Regions from separate parts of the Gossypium hirsutum genome. Here all the other regions are linked to region 1. Evidence: chromatin contacts called from public Hi-C data. All regions are on one chromosome and are shown on one strand. The core of a region is the stretch at or near the end of the contact, and the rest is flanking DNA. Distances in the headings are between cores, read along the strand shown.

Region 1 (3,230 bases), core at 342-2,841:
AAAACATCAAATCGGGTTGAGGATTGTCCACAGGGTGGTGTTCCTCTCTCGCGCCTGTGTCAAGCTTCTTCACCCTATTTTCCCTTCACTTGGTTTTTTTTTTTCTTCGTTTTGTGTCTTCTTTTTTACATGAGGATCGAAAAATGAAATCTGGATTGTTGTCTTTTTATTTTTATTTTTACATATATTTTAACAGTCAAAAAGCTAAAAGATGGAGATTGTTACACCACTTCATAGTTGAAAGAACATTTTCGAGATTGCTACTGAAATGATCAATGGTTGTCAAACAAGAAAAAAAAAAGAAAATGATTTTGAGAATTTGGGTTTTGATTTTGTTTAGGATTAAAGGATATTTTTTTCTGAAAGCAAGTTCTGTATTTCATTTATTAAGAGCCAATTTGAAAAATAATTAAACATTGATGAATGACGATCCATATGAACATAATGAACAAGGCCCATTTGGATTTTTACTTTTTAGTTTTATATATTTTTAATTTTTTTTAAATTTTTTTGGAATTTATATATTTTTTATTTTTTTTCAAATGATAATGACATCATCATTGCTATGTATCTTCATTTCAAAGTGTCACATGTCCAAATTTAACGCTATTATTGAAAAAACTAAAATTATAGATGGAATGAAAATTGAAAAAGAAAAAAAAAGGATCAACTTAAAAGGAGTGGACAAGTTCAAGTATAAATTTTATATTTAAGTATATAATATCAATTATCATATTTTCAGTTCTTCTAGTAATCTGATAATAAATTCTTCATAGCTTTGATGCATAATTATTTAAAAATAATAAAAATAATTTATTTTCAATAATTTGATATGATGAGGTTCAGATATCATTTGACAGAATTGCAAAAATTATATATAAAATTTAGAATCGTAAATTAGTATATATCATGTGAAATTATTAATAATAAATTGAAAGTAAAATTAATTGCGAAAGCGTACTTAAATCCATTAGTAACTTAAGATATTGAAATATTATAGTTTTACCCTTTCAAAATAACACAAATATTTTAGAGAAGTGACTCTTTCTTTTTTGAATATGATTAGATGTTAAAAAGTGATGTATGTGTAATTTAATTAGCTCATCATTAATTAGAAATTAATTACTATCCATATATACTTGATTTATACTTTATTTAATTAATAATTGAAACTTAACGAGCCTATCAAATTAGATCATATTTAATTTGGATCAATTTTATATAATAATAAATAATAATAAATAATTATTTTTATTATATATATTGTTGATATTATCTAATATATACTCCTATCATATATCGGACTGAAATATATTAAAAAATATCCCCACCATCACCATTACCCACCACACATTATAACCCGAACCAACGCAGGAGTTGAAATAACTTTTCGTTATCCGCGTGTTAACATTTTTTCAACTCACCAATTTAATTTATGTGGTCTTAAAAATTTGAGTTGACCAACTTACTAATTCACCGCACCAATATAATATGCTTAACGTTTCGAACTTGCAAAACTTACAAAATCTTCTATTGACTAAAAGTAATTAAAATGTGCTTCTCGATAGGATCCCTGTTTACCTTTAAATTAAAGTCACCAATTCTACAATTGTCTGCTAATAGCAGTGCTGCAATACCATCATATAAAGATATAATATTTTTTGAAAATATGTTCTTCAGTAGGAAAGTCTTGCATCTTCACGTATACGATATAAAGATATAAACGCATCACCATCACTACAAAATAATCGGGTCGGCTGTTGCTTCACTCAATATCTTCTGATTCATCAACTTAGTTCACTATTCAGAATGGATTCCTCAGTCATCGTCCCAACATGGACACCCGGGTCAAGCCCCGAACATTCTTCTCAAAACCATCAGCCTGAAGCAGCTGAGAATGACAACTTGGAAATTGAAAGCATGGTTTCTGGACGAGTCGGTTCCTATGATGAAGCGCCGTCTTTCAGGATTGAGATAGAACCAGGTGATGGCGTTTTCTTGACATGGGCTGATCTTTGGGTGACTGTTTCTAAGGGGAGAAAGGGAAGCAGGGCGATCTTACAAGGGCTCACTGGGTATGCTGAGCCAGGGAAGATGTTAGCCATCATGGGACCTTCAGGGTGTGGCAAGTCAACCCTTCTTGATACACTGGCAGGTCATATATCTTTGCTTCGCTTTTTTATTTTCATTTTCCAAAAGGGTTTCTTCCATTGGCATGTCCATCACTTTGACTAGTTTTTGACAACTTCGGGTAGAAGATACTACAAGTACAAATTAATAGTAAACAAGAAGTTTATGTTTCAGAATGGCTAGATCATAGCCAATGGGAATTGTTGATGGGTAGGTCACATTTCAAGCCTTAAAACATATAATATGATCGAGTCATATTTGGAGAAGCCAAATCTTTTTTATTATTTTTTAACTATGAATATGTCAAAAGTACGAAAAACTTGGAGAAAGAGTACTAAAGGATCCGACATGCCCCTCCCCACGTCGCTGTTTATATCAAGCAATATTGGTATGAGATTTAAAAATAGTCAAATATTTGATTTTCTAATTTTATAAAAAAAAGTTATTTTAATCTATTTAATTTTTCGTTTATTTAATCTTTTAATTTGTATTTTTTTTGTTAAATCACTCTAAAATGAATTGAAAAAAATTAACATTTGTTAATTTTCTTGACTTGGAATAAACATGGATCGATTGCCGCATTGACAACATATAAGCATTTAATTACTCTTTTAGAATTTAAAAAATTAAAAAAGAATTATAGAATTTATTTTTTAAAATTAAAAATAATTAAAATTATTAAGAAAATATAAAAATTATAAAAAAATATTTTTAATATTTTTAATATTTTAAAAAATAATAAAATGTTGACATGTTATCTACATGTATGTCATGTTAGTAAAGTTAATAAACATTAACTTTTTTATCTATTTTGAGATGATTTAATAAAAAATATAAATTTAAAAATTAAAAGAGACAAAAAGTAAATAGAGAATTAAAATATTATTTTATATAGAGATAAAATGTCAAAAAAAAAGTCAATATCAATTTAAAATATTCTACAAATTAATGTTATATCATGCTACAAAAGTTTACATAATTCCACTGAACTTTGTGTGAAATTGCCTCTTTTTATTATTGTTAGTATAGTTTAGGTAAGAATTGTTAAGTTTTGATTGGATTATAAAATGATAAAAAGTCTTTGATTGGCAGGAAGACTA
Region 2 (3,230 bases), core at 407-2,906, 860 kb before region 1:
CTTAATATAAAACTAATAAAACTCTCTTCAAATATATAAGAGTTCGATACTTACTAACATACTAGATCAAGTACAATCAATTCCCCACACAATATAATAAAGTTTAGGATAAATAGGATCATTTGAGATAAGTCTTTAATGCAGTCCTAATCCAATCTCCATAATTTAAGAGATTCAGTAGCTTAGTCCGACCCAATCCTCATGATAAGTTATTTCAAATGAATATGTTTTTATAAATGAGATATCATATTTCCACAATATCAACAATTGCACGGCCCAAAGATTTTGTTCTAAAATATTGACCAACCAAATATGGCAAGTCATGTTGCCTGTCGCAAGGCTATCCATAATGGCCACAACCATTGGTACTGGACAAACCACTTCTCATTAACTTGCCTCAACATATAAAAATTAGAGAGACCTCCATAAGTAGTAGATTTATCAACCTGAGAAATGACAAAACTATATGTAACATTAATGCCTTCATAATTTGGGTCTTCTACTCTAAGGGGAGAATCTGGGGCCAAAGCTTATGAGTAAGGCCTAGACCCAAACATTTTATCCAAATTTATCCATTTGAAAAACAAAAAAAATCCTAGATCATCCTCAATCAAAAAAATCTTATTGGATATATTTTTTGAGAGAAAATAAAAAAAATTAAGACGATGAATATGTAAAGTTGAATTAGGACTACACCTTTGTTGAATTTAACCCTCAAATGTTTTATGAATGTTCAACCATGAGTTCTCTTAGATCTTTGAGGTAGCGTCAACAAAGAAGATGAAGTGTACGGGGACAGTAGTGATGCAGAGCGACATGAGAGGGTCGGATTGTTGAGCTAAAATGTAGAGCGAGCGATAAGGGTGGCATCTGATGTTGTGGAGCTTTTTGATGATTGGGAGTTTTGATGGCAACAATGGTAATATTAGCTTAGTTCTGTCAATCGGACAAATTAGGACAACGAAAAAGATGACTGTCAGGGAGAAGAACAAGGGACATGAAATGAATAAGATTTCATGTTGTTCTAAAAGTTGCAAAAAAACTCAACATATGCATTATTGGCTTGCACAATATTTTTTAGAATTTAGACTAATTGATGAAATATGTAAAGTTGAAGGCTAAATTTATTAAAATTTTTAGAATTATGTCCAAATTGATCAAATCCATAAGCATTGAAAGCTAAACTTATTATTATAAAAAAAATTCATATCAATATTTCATTAATGATTTAATGAAAAAAAACAATCTAAATTTTAAATTTCAATAACATTAATAACTAAAATAAAAATTTTTAACCTGTGAAACTAGAATAGAAATATGTTAATATTTAAATCACTATTTATATAATTTGCTCAAATTTTAAAATAAATATAAATAATTCTACTTTCAATCATCTTATCCAATGTACTGAAATATTTCAGTTATGAGTGTTTATTTAGTACTTTAAGAAAATATTCTTTTAATACACAGTATTTGATTGTTATTTATTGATATTTTGCGACATTTCGAAAGCAGGAAGAGGGCCAACTAAGTGGGCTAACCAAAACGAGAGATAACCCAAAAACGAAGCAACGTCGGTGTGCAACTTTTCCACTTCTCCTTCAATTTCTAGCTTTTAATTATCCTCCACGTGTAATGTCCATTCTTCTTGTCTCTTTGACGTTGACACCATTTGGACAGCCTCATATGATTCCTTATCATCCTAGTTCCTTTGCCCTTTGCTTTCACCCATCCAACTAAAACATCAAAAAGTCCTTGAAAATCATGGAGATTCCTCCAACACTAAACCAAATATAAGAAAAAAAAAATTACACAAAAGGTTTTATATATTTGCTGCAACTATATAAGATTCATATAAGTGCTGCTGTTTCTTTCCTTACATATTTGCTGGGAGTTTTTGGATTTGGAAAATGGAGCGTTATGAGATACTGAAAGATATTGGATCAGGGAACTTTGGTGTTGCTAAGCTGGTTAGGGATAAAAGGACTGGTGAGCTTTATGCTGTCAAGTATATTGAAAGAGGCCCCAAGGTATCAGATTTTGTTTTTAGCTTCATTTTCCTATTGGCTCTCCAAGATTCATGCCCATCATCTTGTTTGGGTTGTCAATATTTTCTTATGGATGGATTTCAAGAGATTTCTTGTCTATGCAGATTGATGAGCATGTGCAAAGGGAGATTATGAACCATAGGTCTTTGAAGCATCCAAATATAATAAAATTCAAAGAGGTAAATATCTATAGTTCCTCATAAGTTTCAGGTATTGAAGTCAAGACAAGCATTACTTGTACAAGTTTCAGAGCTCCTTAAATGGAGCAGTGAAGGTTTTTGCATTTTTTTTTCTTCTCTTTAAAAATCAGAGTTGATTTGAACAGAACAGGCTTTACAATGATTTATCTTTTGTTCTGTTTTAGCTAACTTAGCCTTGAGAGCAACCTACATGGTCAGAGATGTAGCTTCCAGTTTAGCTTTAGCTTCATATTAGGTAGCACCAGTTTTTGATTGAAAATTAACTTAAAAAGGTTCAAACAAACGATATGGGAGTTTGTGATCTTCAACAGGGCAGCTAAAATCAATGGTGTCCATGGTATGTTTGATCCAATCCCAAACACAACTTTTTGCAGGTCCTGTTAACACCAACTCATCTTGCCATAGTCATGGAATATGCAGCTGGTGGAGAACTTTTTGAAAGAATATGCAACGCTGGTAGATTTGGTGAAGATGAGGTATATTCTTATAAACATCTTTTCTTTTTCTAATTTTTCAAACGTTAAAAGTTGTGCTTATTGAATTTCATTTTTTTACCTTACTGTTATTGTTTTACTGCATCAGGCAAGGTTTTTCTTTCAACAACTGATATCAGGAGTGAGTTATTGCCATGCAATGGTATATATGGCCTTACTTAGTCTATTGGATCTCCCCCCCCCCTCTTTTTTTTTTTTTTGGCTATCTAGCTAAGTTGAGATTTTTATCCCCATTTTCACAGAAAATTTGTCATAGAGATCTTAAGCTGGAAAACACTCTATTAGATGGAAGCAGTACACCCAGACTAAAAATATGTGACTTCGGCTACTCTAAGGCAATGAACCTTTCTGTTTATGATCTACATACTATAAAGTCAATTATTAACTTTGTACTACATGTTTCAGTCGAGTGTGTTACATTCCCAGCCCAAATCAACTGTAGGAACCCCAGCCTATATTGCACCAGAGGTCTTGTCCAAAAAAGAATA
Region 3 (3,230 bases), core at 441-2,940, 650 kb before region 1:
GGAAATTTTTAATATACTTTTTGTTATATCAAAATACTTGAAAAATTAGAGGTAACAACATAGATAGGATATGTATTACAAGGTCTTATGTCTCAAGTGACATGGAGGCTTAAGTTATTGATACATGACATACTTAATTGTGATGAAACACGGTAATTGTGTTATTTACCTCCATATTTTTGTTATTTTCAAAATGGAATATAATTTAAAATAATATTACATTATTTTTTTTGGTGAAATAAAAATTAAAAGGACTCAATTGTGTCATACAATATCAAAAGCACCATTTGCTTAAATACATATAACTCAAACCACCCAATATTTTTTATTCTGTAGTAACTTTTGGATTCGCCTCACCAGAGCTGAGGAAGAAATAGTTGGAATGTTCGTTGTTATTGCTTGCACCACCCCTCGAGATTATCTGTATGTATCAAAATTTTTCCACTCCCTGTTCTATAAGAAAGGTAAGGGCATCCAAAATACCCCAAAGTTGGGCATCAAAGATAAAGCACATATATTAATGGATTAAAATTTAATTTTATAAAACTATTAAATATTTGAAAATTTTCAAATAATATTATTTATAAATTTAAGATAATTAAATTTATTATTAATTAAAATTATGTAGGTGAAGATATCAATAACAAAAATGTTATTTATGTATAAAATTAAAACCAAATATTAATTGACGCATATCATCATCATTATATGACTATTTTCTTAAATTAACTGCTATATACAAATTATTTATTTTAATCACATCCATTATATTAATTTTTTATCAAATTGAACTAATAATTTTGAAAAAAAAAATATTCTTTCATTCAATTAGAATAACCGATCTTATGCCAAATGAACGTAACTCAATAAAATAAAGATTTATAACTTTTACGAATGGGTAAATTCCTTTTTAAACCAATCCATCTTTTGTTAAATTATTTTAAAGTACTCAATATTCCTAAATTAAGTACTTATTCTTTCCAGACTTTTAAAATTTAAAAAAATTCCTTTATTAAAATTACAAAATTAGACTCTATTATTTTTTATTTGTTCTAAAAAATTATATTTCAATAAAAAATAAAATAAATTATTTAAGCAATTATACATTTTATTTTGTAGAAAAAAATTATCAAAAAAATTATTATTTTTATATTTCGAAGATTTTATAAATAAATACAATAAGAGAAAATATATTTCTAATTTTTATTACTATTTGAGAAAATATATATATTCTAATTTTTTTTAAAAAAATAATATCAAGATAAACCTGAACAAGAAACAAACCAGTAGTATATATATTATAATTTATTTATACTGAATCTAATTAAAATTGCATAGTATTTATTATTAATTATTCGTACTTGGTGAATGACCTAATGATGATAACAATAAGTATATTTTTAATGTTGGAGAGAATATTTTAATAAATATGGAATGTTAGAGTAATTAGATAAAATTGTATGAGATATTTATTTTCTTGTTAATTTTATTGATAATTGTATTGTTAAATATTTTATTAGACTAATGTATTATTTAAAATGATTTGATTTTAATTGTTATTTATTTAAAGAATTTTTTTATTATTAATAATTTAAAAATAATTAATATTTTTTAAAATTTAAAATTATATGATTATATAATTACATTTTACATACTTTATAATATAATTGCTATCTTAATAATTACACTACCATTAATCTAAATTAATTTTTTTTGCTACATCCACGGATTAACAGGTCTGATAGATCAAATTTTACTTTGGGCTTACAATGAGCAGTAAGTAAATCCGAACCCACAAAATATCCATGTTCGTGAATCTGGGTTGACTCGGACCAACTTACAGACTTCCCTAATAACACCAGATTATTTTCCTTTATATTTAAACCTCCCCGAAAACCCTAACCCTCGAAACCTTAAGTTAGCAAGAGAGCAGCAGCAGTCTCGGCGGCGGCAGTTCTCCCCAGGGTCTAGTTTCTAAACAACCATCAAACAGAAATGAAGGTTTTACCCCTCTTTCCGCTTCTTTTTATTAAGGAAAAAGAAGATATTTCTGTCCCTTTTGGGTTTTTGTTGATTCTCTTCATTTGTTTGTTTCAGTTCAATATTGCAAATCCGACTACTGGCTGCCAGAAGAAGCTGGAAATTGACGATGACCAGAAACTGTAATTTTCTTTTCTCTTTTTTTGTTTTTTGGTTTTAAATTGTTTGGTTTAATTTTATTTTGTTGCTCTAAATTTCAATATTAGTCTTATATTTTGAAAGGCGAAAACACCCAGTTGAGTTTTCATGCTTCTTTTCGTATTGAGTGAGATTGAATTTTTAGAGTATTTAGAGATGCGCAAAATATGGGTGGAAGAAGCAAATTCAAAGGTAGAAAGTAGGTTAATGAAATTTATATGAATTTTTTGCTAATAATAGAATTTGTAAAGCAAAGTGGAAGGCAAAAGTTGTTTATACTTCCCAAAAAATGAGCTAGCATAATACATTTTGTAATTATTTTCTCTTGCCATATATTTTTTAAGTTAGGTTTCCTTTTGGGACTAGTTCTTGTCAAGCTACCACAATGCGAAGGAAATTCAACTGTGTTGTACCCTTTAACCATAGTTTTAACAGTATGCTTATTACATTTAGCGTCTTGGGGCGAGGTACTGCGAGCGTATTTGTTCCTGAGGAAGAAAAATTTCTGACCTTGGAACTTTGATATTGCAGCCGAGCCTTCTTTGACAAGAGGATCTCCCAAGAAGTCAGTGGTGATGCCCTTGGCGAGGTATGTTTCCAAGTTACTTTTAGTTTCTCTTTATCAAATTTATGCTTTTGAATCTGGCCATCTTAACTGCAGTTTGCTCTTATCTCATATCATTTAACAGGAGTTTAAGGGCTATGTGTTCAAGATAATGGGAGGCTGTGACAAGCAAGGTTTTCCAATGAAGCAAGGAGTTCTGACTCCAGGCCGTGTTCGTCTTTTGCTTCACAGAGGTCTGTAGACTGCAAATTAGTTGCATTTGTTTGTTTGTATAGAAATGTTTTTTACTTGTTGACCAATTGTTTTTCTTTGAATAGGTACTCCCTGCTTCCGTGGGTATGGTAGGAGAAATGGAGAGCGAAGGAGGAAGTCAGTTCGCGGATGCATTGTTAGTCAAGATCTTTCAGTTCTGAACTTGGTTATTGTTAAGAAGGGTGAAAATGATCTTCCTGGATTGACCGACACTGAGAAGCCAAGAATGAGGGGT
Region 4 (3,230 bases), core at 530-3,029, 590 kb before region 1:
ATATAATTTATATGCTATTAAAAAGAATCAAACAAAGTTAATATTTACTACTTAAAATAATATAAAAATTAATATTTTTTTCATTTACATTTTTATTCCAAACAAAATAATTTAAATTTAGATTTATTTAATTATTTTTTAATAATAAATGAGTTAATTTAATCAGATTCGTATCCTAAGTCGAAAGTCTCTAAATTGTAAAGCAAAAGGCTTAGAAAGTTACTAACAAAGTTAGCTTAAAACAAAATACAATTAGTAATATCTGCTACTGTCAAACTTCCAAGGGTTTTTTCACTCCACTAAGTAGAATTAATTACTTGATAACCAAAAATAGAAGGATTAAGAAGTTAGGATAATCTAGAGGTTCAAATCCCTACTAAATATATATGTACATGAGTTGTAGTCCAAATTTAAAAGATTTTAAGGCTCAAGAAACCTATATTAATATTAATATCTTTTTAGAATTAAATTTTTAGAATTCAGTGCAAGTCAAATTGAACAAAAAATACAAGTCGTATCCAAGCCGGACCAGATCTGTTGGGCTGGGAGGGCCACAAATGAGTAAACCCAGCACATGCAATCTTTTTTCTTTTATTTTCGTGAAATTTTTTAAGATTAAAGAAAATAAAATGAAAAACGGCTATTGGGGAAGGCAAAAAGAGGGAAAAGCAAGTGGACTTAACAGCTACAATACTATAATTACTTCGTAACTGATGACTGTGAAACGTTAAGTGCAAGAAATGTTACTATTTTTTTATGGAAAAAGTAATGCTACTATTGTTTTAATTTTTGTAACATCACTAATCTTTGCTATTTTTTTGAACATTAAGTGGAAAAAAATATTCTTCTTACAAAAGCTGGATGGGGCTAAGATTATAATAATTTATGGCAATATTTTAAGTTTATCAATCGCCCTAGTTGACAAAGTTGGGACAAAAGGCGCCCATTCATGCTGAATTTCTGGCAAAATGTTTAACATATAGCTTTTTATATAAATAAAAAGAAGAAAAAGTGTTGCGTATATTTTTAAGAATAATAAAATAGGAAGATAAGAAAGGTAGGAATAGTTACGAGAGCAACAGCATCTCTGGCGGCCATGATTATGATATCCGCACAAGAAACGATGCCCGGACAAGCCTTCTCCAAGGCTTCCTTCACCTCATACACAACCTCGAATGATCTTAGCGAATTTATATTGGAAAGAGCTAGTTTTTCCCCAAGCATGTTTGGCGTATCATCTAGCAGCAAAGAAGCATCACAACCCTGTAACACACAAAGGGGAAGAAAGGCAAACAAATTATTGGTAGCTTGCCGTATTAAAACATATATGTGTAGTTTTTTTTTTTTTGGGTGAAAAAAGGTTTTTTTACATTAACGAAACAATCGTGGAACTGAAAGCGCATGACGGAGGCAACGCTTCTCGGTTCCCTAATCATGGCCTTCATCATCTCATATCTCACTATCGCTTCTGCTTCTGGACATGTTTGAGCGTAAAACCCTGGTCGGAGAGTCTCTGCGGCCGCCATTGTCACTAGTAGGACAAACAGCACTGAAGGATAGAGAGACATTTTTTTTTTTGAGGTGAGGGACTAGGGTGGATGGGTTTGTCTGAAATTAATAGACCAACTTAGGTTTTTCTGAATGGCTTCTTAAACTTGTTGAATGTATTATATCGTGGAGCTATGGGTGGGATATGATAGTGTTGGTTGGTTTCTATATGATAAATCTTTTTAACAAGGGATACGAGATGTGAGTTGTTTAAAGATGGAATTCGGAACGGATGTGAATTTAAGATTTAAATAGATGTTCTTTTATCATTTGATGTACAGAGAGAACAATGATAAAGAAAAATTACTACAAACTTTTTTCCTATAATTCTGTATTTTTCAAAAATTAAGAAATTAATTTATCTATTTGCAATTTAGTTTCTTTTACTTTTTTTTAATTTTAAGATTTAATTCCAATGCTAATTTTTTTATTAAATTTATTGTTTTGATATTCTAAAATAAAAAATTACTCATTTAATAATTATGTAATTAAAAAATATTTTATATTTAACCTGAAATTAACAAAAAGTAATTAACCTAAATTTAAAAATTAAAAAAACAATTATATTCTTAAAAATAAAAATACATAAACTAAATTCTTAATTTTTAAAAATTACTAACTATATGCGTTTTTTAACAAATTCTTTTCTTTTATAAGTTTATATCAACTGAAATCCAAAAAGATTTTGTATGGATAAGACAAACAGTACTATTCTCTCTATTTAAGAAGATATTAAATTTGGAAAAAAATATTTTTCCTATTTTTAGTGAAATTTTTAAATTTTATAAATAGAGTATCTTATAAATATAGTAAAATATTTTTAAAAAATAAATATAAAAAAATACATTTACTTTACCGATATATCAACCACTAACCCAAAAAGTAATACCATTTATTTTAATTTCATCAGAGTTACTTTTAAACTAAAATGAACTGAAAAGTGCGATAATGCAATTACCATAGTAAAAAAACGGATTGATAAATTTGTTCAGTTATCTAAACTAAAACTACTCTTATGGTAGATTTACTATGCGAATGAAAAAAATAAAAATATTTATGCAATGATATTTTTAAAATAAAATTATTGTAAATAATAATTCTGATCGTTCGGTAATTTTTCAATAATATGGTATAATAATTTATTTGAACTTTTAAATTTATAAAAAAATTATTTTAATTTTTTATTTAATTTTTTTAATTTTTTTAGTCTTTAAATTTATATTGTTTGTCAAATAACTCCAAAATAAATAAATAAAAATTAATGTTTATTAACTTTACCGACGTGATATACATGTGAATCCAACATCAATAAATAATTATTTTTTAAAATTTTAAAAATTCAAAAATATTATTATATTTATTTAAAAAGTATAAAAATATATAAAAAATTATTTTTTAATATTTTTAAAAATTAATTAATTGTTAACGTGGCAATTTACATGCAGTAAAATTAACAAATATTAAATTTTTCATTCATTTTAAGGTGATTTGATAAATAATACAAGTTTAAATATTAAAAAAGATGAAAAATTAAATGACAAATTAAAATAAACTTTTTTATATATGAAAAGGTTAAGAAAATTATTATATTCAATTAAATTAGTATCCAATTAATTTATAACATTAAAAATATTTAAATAACAGAATAGGATGAAAAAAAAATCCATTTAGACAAAATTGAA

What was found. Hi-C and Micro-C count contacts between places; a contact is called where the count stands out from the background.
Region 2: a contact with region 1 is called in a Hi-C map of leaf, with 4 times the contacts expected there. The contact joins the promoter of LOC107952008 here to the promoter of LOC107947775 in region 1. A contact is called at or near these places in 3 of 34 Hi-C or Micro-C datasets (all in leaf).
Region 3: a contact with region 1 is called in a Hi-C map of leaf, with 4 times the contacts expected there. The contact joins the promoter of LOC107888821 here to the promoter of LOC107947775 in region 1. A contact is called at or near these places in 5 of 34 Hi-C or Micro-C datasets (callus, hypocotyl and leaf).
Region 4: a contact with region 1 is called in a Hi-C map of leaf, with 3 times the contacts expected there. The contact joins the promoter of LOC107913415 here to the promoter of LOC107947775 in region 1. A contact is called at or near these places in 6 of 34 Hi-C or Micro-C datasets (callus, hypocotyl and leaf).

Annotation. Positions count from the first base shown.
Region 1 is chrA11:48,670,782-48,674,011 of Gossypium_hirsutum_v2.1, reverse strand. LOC107947775 (ABC transporter G family member 1) reads left to right here and starts at 1,591. Exons shown (of 8, transcript XM_041081514.1): 1 at 1,591-2,155; 2 at 3,223-3,230. The coding sequence starts at 1,810.
Region 2 is chrA11:49,529,669-49,532,898 of Gossypium_hirsutum_v2.1, reverse strand. It overlaps LOC107952008 (serine/threonine-protein kinase SAPK2), which reads left to right and starts at 1,656. Exons shown (of 9, transcript XM_016887235.2): 1 at 1,656-2,030; 2 at 2,153-2,227; 3 at 2,623-2,724; 4 at 2,831-2,863; 5 at 2,985-3,077; 6 at 3,148-3,230. The coding sequence starts at 1,911.
Region 3 is chrA11:49,316,208-49,319,437 of Gossypium_hirsutum_v2.1, reverse strand. LOC107888821 (40S ribosomal protein S6) reads left to right here and starts at 1,690. Exons shown (of 6, transcript XM_016813050.2): 1 at 1,690-2,001; 2 at 2,098-2,162; 3 at 2,710-2,767; 4 at 2,868-2,976; 5 at 3,061-3,230. The coding sequence starts at 1,996.
Region 4 is chrA11:49,261,751-49,264,980 of Gossypium_hirsutum_v2.1, reverse strand. LOC107913415 (peroxidase 17) reads right to left here and starts at 1,779. Exons shown (of 3, transcript XM_016841989.2): 1 at 1,371-1,779; 2 at 1,072-1,263. The coding sequence starts at 1,568.